2 separate regions of the Zea mays genome follow, and region 2 is linked to region 1. Evidence: chromatin contacts called from public Hi-C data. All regions are on one chromosome and are shown on one strand. Each heading gives the region's core, a stretch centred on a gene start, on an enhancer-like site or on the middle of the called end of the contact. The rest is flanking DNA. Distances are from core to core; before and after follow the strand shown.

The links. A called contact is a pair of places that touch in the nucleus more often than the background predicts.
Region 2: a Hi-C map of ear shows a contact between it and region 1, with 2.8 times the contacts expected there. The contact joins the promoter of LOC100192754 here to the promoter of LOC100279181 in region 1. A contact is called at or near these places in 2 of 25 Hi-C or Micro-C datasets (ear and tassel).

What each region holds. Positions count from the first base shown.
Region 1 is chr1:206,021,691-206,024,771 of Zm-B73-REFERENCE-NAM-5.0, forward strand. It overlaps LOC100279181, which reads left to right and starts at 1,658. Exons shown (of 5, transcript NM_001373979.1): 1 at 1,658-2,468; 2 at 2,664-3,077. The coding sequence starts at 2,064.
Region 2 is chr1:206,310,965-206,314,045 of Zm-B73-REFERENCE-NAM-5.0, forward strand. LOC100192754 (7-hydroxymethyl chlorophyll a reductase chloroplastic) reads left to right here and starts at 1,436. Exons shown (of 17, transcript NM_001137952.1): 1 at 1,436-1,693; 2 at 1,801-1,885; 3 at 2,365-2,473; 4 at 2,727-2,811; 5 at 2,910-2,951. The coding sequence starts at 1,482. It also overlaps the pseudogene LOC103645220.

The sequences.
Region 1 (3,081 bases), core at 408-2,907:
GCTATATTGCTATATATATATCAATATTATATACATAGGTCCTCCAAATATACAGGGACACTGTAGGGACGATCAGGTCGAGTAGGACCTGATTAGTCGATATAGTTATCATCCTAATCGCGATTAGTCACGACTACCACGTCGATCGACTTGAAATCATTGCTAGAGACTACTGTGTAAAGCAAGCAGGTTTGCATTCTGAACAAATGATACTACCGGGCCTAATGCCACTGAAAGAAGTAGACAAAGTACATTCTAGCCTAAGCCAGGGGAAATTCAAGCACCGTTAATATATGGTCAAGAATAACAGTTTGCTACAGAACTTGACAACAGCGAATTGGTCGGGGTAGAATTTAGCAGCTGCGCTCTTTTGCAACAGAACAACTTACATGAGGAAACTTTGTGCAGTAAACAACATAGGGTGCAAAACAAAGAAGCTCATCTCTCTCTCTCTCTCTCTCTCTCTCTCTCTCTCTCTCTCTCTCTTTTGCGGCATCGATTAAACACAGGGATTTATTTTTTTCTTTGGCTTGCCTGCACTGGATTGTCCCATAAACAAAGATCAGCCTCAGAAGCAGTAGCAGTGCAAAGGGAAGAGAATAACCAGATTCAGTTTTTGTGTGACACAGATATAAAGTAGACAGAATCACAGAGCTATAACTTTGCTATTTGGAGCCACATTTGAAATGGCTATATGCAATCACAACTTGAGGGATTTGTTCGCTACAGAATCCAGAATACGAGATGATGTGGCAGGAAAAACACCACCTTTAGCAAATACATACCATTAGATTAATTACGAAATGTATTAGCACAATAGATCAGTTTAAAGCCATAAATATGAATACTATTTACCAGAAACCTGGTCAGACATGAATTCCTTGTAGATTCTTTTTTTTCCCCAACACGGAGAGTATTTCCATATAACCCTGTTTAAAAGGATATGTTTGATGAAATTTATAAGTCCAAATTAAGCATCACATCGCTTGAGTTGACCAAGTATATATACATATACATCTGGCAGATGAGAGGGCTTGGCATCGCATCACATGCATGTGCACCCTCATGTGCGCACACGCTCTTGCTTGGCTTTGGTGCAAGGCCAAGGCGGGGCAGTGGACTGTGTTAGAAGCATCCACACGCGATTATTAGTTAGTTTATGGATGGATGTAGATCGGACGAGCTAGGCCAGCTGATCTGATGAGCGGTGAAGGCAAGTCTGCTCTGCTTGTGATGCGATACGTTCTGGAATCTGGGGTGTCTTTTGTTTGACGTGCCGAGCTGAGAGCTCTAGCCGCGTGCATTGGAATTGGAAGCCGAGAGAGCGGGTGCGCGCGTCGCCGTCGCGTGCAGTGGAATAATGGAACGGAAGAAACAATAAGGAACAGCACCTTCAGTTCAGTTCAGTTCCTCCGTCGCATGCATGGTGTGTGTCGTCGTCTCTGCCGTTCGTTTGGTCTGCCGTCGGTATCACACACACCACACACACACACATGCACAGAGACAGGAATGGACGACTCTGTGCGGCGAGCGCGAGGTACGTAGATGACATGACGGTAGATACAGTCTACAAAGCCTGCTAGCTCATACTCATACGCATCCATAGGGGCGGACTACGGAGGAAGAAGTAGTAGAGGAAGAGGAGCAGGAGACACATTAAATTGAGCAAGGGAGAGAGGGGCGACCCTGAGCCTGAGCTGCACACCTCATCATGACAGCGCAGCGCAGCGCAGACTGTGGCAGCAGAGCAGAGTGTGCGCCCAGCGTCCTCGTGGTGAGGGAGCGCCAGCATTGCAAGCGGCTGGTTCTCTGCTGAAATAGAATTCAAGGCATGGCCAGCTCGGTAGGTGAGGGTGGTGGTCAACATCGAATGCCCTCACTCACTCACAAACACTCTGGTGCTCATCGTCTATCTGTCGTCAGATGCTCATCTTAAAACCTTTACATCTTGAGCCGAGCTGAGCTGACTAGCAGAGGGCCATCTTCTACTCTTCTCTCCCGTCTCTCCCAGCCCCCTTGTCCAACGGTTCAGCCTGCTCAATTTTAGTGACCAGTTACGGCAAATGCAGCCCTCGGCGGACAGCAGGAAGAAGAAGCGGCGGCGGCGGCGGCGGAGGAGGCTGGCGGCATGCTGCTCATCGAGACCTGCTGCCGGCGCCGCTCAAGGTCAGTGTCAGTGCGGCTCCTCTAGCCCCGGTGGCGGCGGCGGAAGCGGCAGCCTCGTGGCAAGAACACCGCGCGCGTTCTCTAGCTGCTCAAGCGCCGCCGCCTCGTCTGCCTGCGCGCCGGCGGCGGCCGTCCATCTCGGCACCCAGCACAAGCTGACGGCGCTCCTCGTCGCGCTCGCGCTCCTCCTCGTCCTCCCTCGCCCTCCTCTCGTGGCAGGGGTCCCGGTGTCGCCCCGCAGGATGGCGAGGATCCGCAGCCACGTGGAGAGGATCAACAAGACCCCCGTGCGCTCCATCCGGGTAAGAACACGACAACAGCGCGGGGAGGCCGAACCAATCGATCGGTTATTCCAACGATCCATCCATGGATGAAGCGACAACAACTGTGTTTTTGTTTTTCGTTTTTCTGTCTGTCTCCCGGTTGACGACCACGCATACATACATACATGCATGGCTGATGGACGGTGGGGGGTCGTCGGCTATCGTTTGTTTCAGAGCCAGGACGGCGACACCATCGACTGCGTGGCGGCGCACGAGCAGCACGGCCTGGACCACCCGCTCCTCAGGGCGCACGCCGTCCAGACGGAGCCGCCCGAGGCGCCGAGGGGCGGCGGCGCGCTCTCCTTCCCGTCTGGCTCTGCGACGAACGGGAGCGGGAGCGGCAGCGGCAGCGGCGCAGGCAAGGACAGCAGGCGGGGCGCGTGGCAGACGTGGCACCACGGCGGGCACTGTCCCCGGGGCACGGTGGCCATCCGGCGGACGAGCGCCGAGGACGTGCTGCGCGCCGGATCCGTCTCCCGCTTCGGCCGCAAGAGGAGGCACCGGAAGGCCGCCGCCGCCGCCGCCGCCGCCGCCGCCGCCGCGCGCGCGGCCTACGCGCCGGACGTCATCACCGGCAACGGGCACGAGGTGA
Region 2 (3,081 bases), core at 186-2,685, 290 kb after region 1:
CGGCTAGGGTCACCATTGTTAAGGCCGCCGCTGCCAAGGTCTACTTCACTATGAGGATCAAGTGGTCGCGCAACGGGACGCCTATGAACAAATGTGTTTGCTGCACACCGAGATGGACAAATGGTTGCTTTCAGTTGCAGGAATAAATTCTGCAGTCATTAGCTACCTGGGAGATCTGTGTGCATTGTACATCATGTGTTTTGTGCTTCGCTGTGAGAATGTGTAACACATGGAAGGATTCAGAATCTGTGCCCATTGCATATGATATATGTCTCGTGTCAGATTTTAACTACAAAACATCTGAAGCAGAGCTCGAGTTAGCTCAAACAATCTATCAGATTTTAAACTGAAGAGTGAAATAACATGCGAGAGATGAGTTCACTGGCAAGCTATTGCTCCATATATACGTGGTGGACTGGAATCGCGTGATGTGTGCTGATAGATTCTGCTAAGGCAAAAAAGAATGCTTAGTTTTTCTGGTTTCAACGTAGATCATCTTTACCACTTTATGAACAAATTAGATAAAATTACTACTTTATGCAAAAATTAGGTACAATTACACATAAATAGTGGTCATCTTTACCACTTTATGAAAAAATTAGATAAAATTACTACTTTATGCAAAAATTAGGTACAATTACACATAAATAGTAGTTTGGGCCTTTATTGGATTTACATCCACACCCATCTAACCAACAGAAGATATATATTTTGTGTTTTGTAAAACAAAGTCTATCAATAGGTAGTGGTTTGAATATTTGTTTGTTGTACATCCACCTTCATCTAACCAACAGAACCCACATGTTTTCGTGATTTGTTAAAATAAAGTCTAATTGTTTGATATATAGAAACCGTAACAACGCACGTGCAATTAGCTATAATAAGATTACATATTTATCTCGCCAATATAATAGTTTTACAGTGATATTTTGCCACATAGATTTTGCATATCATAATGTTGTTTATCGTTTCGTATCTATGTTTTATACTATTTTTTTTACTTTCGTAGCAACGCATGGGCATGAACCTAGTCATATATATGATCGCGTAAAAAATTATTTTATATTGTATACTACTGTTTATAAGAGTTAAGTTTAAAATAGCGGTTGAGATATGAGATATGATGAGTAAGGTGTTGAAGACAATCTAAGAGTACGGATCGTCGTCCCACCAAAAGGAGGGACTACGAAGTAAAAAAATACATATATGGGCGGCATAATTTCTGTTAACTTTTTATCCGGGGTATAGTGTTGAATTTTGAATATTTTTAAATATGAAAACCAAAAAGATGCACTATGCATCGATGGGTGGACATTTTGCAGGCTCCGAATTTTCCTCAAAGGGTGGACATGAGCCGAAATTCATGAGGTGGCCCAGTAACAGTAGTTTCTCTTAAAGGCTCAAGGCATGACTCCTCCATCTCCACTCGATCCTCCGTCTTATCACCGGTGAGGTACTGAGGTGAGACGATCTCCGCCACCATGGCCTCCAGCACCTCCCTCTCCCTTTGCTTGCACGCCTCGTCGCCCTCGTCCTCGTCTCCTGGACTCCGCCGACCCTCCCTCGCCTCCTCCTCGTCCTCCAGGTCCGAGAGAACGCGCAAGATCAGGGCCAAGGCGGTCAGGGAGGACTGGAGGCAGAAATCCAAGCCCATCCCTCCTGGCGCCGTCTACCCTGCCAAGGACCACTGCAGGTATATGCCTGCTGTGCTGCGCATTTCTTTGTTTGTTTGTGTGTTTATGTGATGCGAATATGCGATGCTTACCTCTGTTCCTATTTCTACTCGTATGGCGATTCAAGCCGTTGTGGGCTCTGCGACACATACTACGTTGCGCATGTCAAGACTGCCTGTGCCTTCCTGGGAGACGGCATGTCCCGTGTCGAGGTCACCTCCCTTCATCTTCGCATCACATCACCTGCCTAGAACGGCTCAAACAGTTTGCTGAATGAAAACAAAAATGATCGTCTGATGTTTGATCAAGCCATGGGCTGCAGTGCTGCACGCAGTTACTCCCTCCGTCGAAAGTTATAGTTCAACTTTTCTAACTCTGACCAAGTTCATAGAGACCATCTACAATATCAAAATGATTTCATCAATTTCTTCGTGAAAAATGTCTTGATAGTTTATTTGAACATATACAGAGGGAGTATATTTTTTTATAAAATACTTAGGTCAAGTCAAAGTTAAAAGAAGTTTTGATTTAGAATAAAGCTAAAGTGAACTATAATTTAGACCGAGGGAGTAGTAATGCTCGACATGAATTCTACACTTTGTTTCAGTGAAATAAAGCGGGGAACTCTCCTGTTTCCTAAAAAAAGTTGACACAAATTTACAGATGCCAACACTCTCCTCACTATATTTAGGATCTTGAGCGACAAGTCCACGGGAGAGGCCGGAAGGAAGGCATGGATGAAATGTACTTTGGAGTCTATGACCAACTCTTGTATGCCAGGAAGACCGAACCTGTTGAAGGTACTAATTACCTTTTACAAGTTGTTCTTATCCTTCAACAACCGCCTGCATCCATCTAAGGAAGCACACATATGCAATATACCAGTCTTGTTCACTGCCCTTCCATAACAAACCGAAACCACATACACCTCGAATGTTGCATCTTATTTCCTACACTATCTTGATATACTCAACAAACCTTTGTTAGACAAAACTGTACCCTGACGACTTATGTTTTGTACCCTGTAACATATATGTGCCTCACATGCAACAGGAGCCCAGTGGACGGGAATAGTGACAACAATCGCTGTCGAGATGCTGAAAGCAAACATGGTTGATGCTGTGGTTTGTGTACAAAGGCACCCAAACAAGAATCAAATGCCACATCATTCTTTCTCAGTGCTATGCACAAGCATTACCACATGGATTCAAATAATGTTTTTTACCCCCTCTGCAGTGATCCTGACGACAGGCTTGCTCCAAGACCTGTTTTGGCCAGGTATTGTGAAACTGATGGCTTTCAGAATTGTCCTTTATGGCTTGTGTATAACACTCCTTGACTGGATATACTTTTGCAATTCCAGACTTTCTGTAACTATTTTGAGCTTAAACTTTTGTTATCAGTCCAT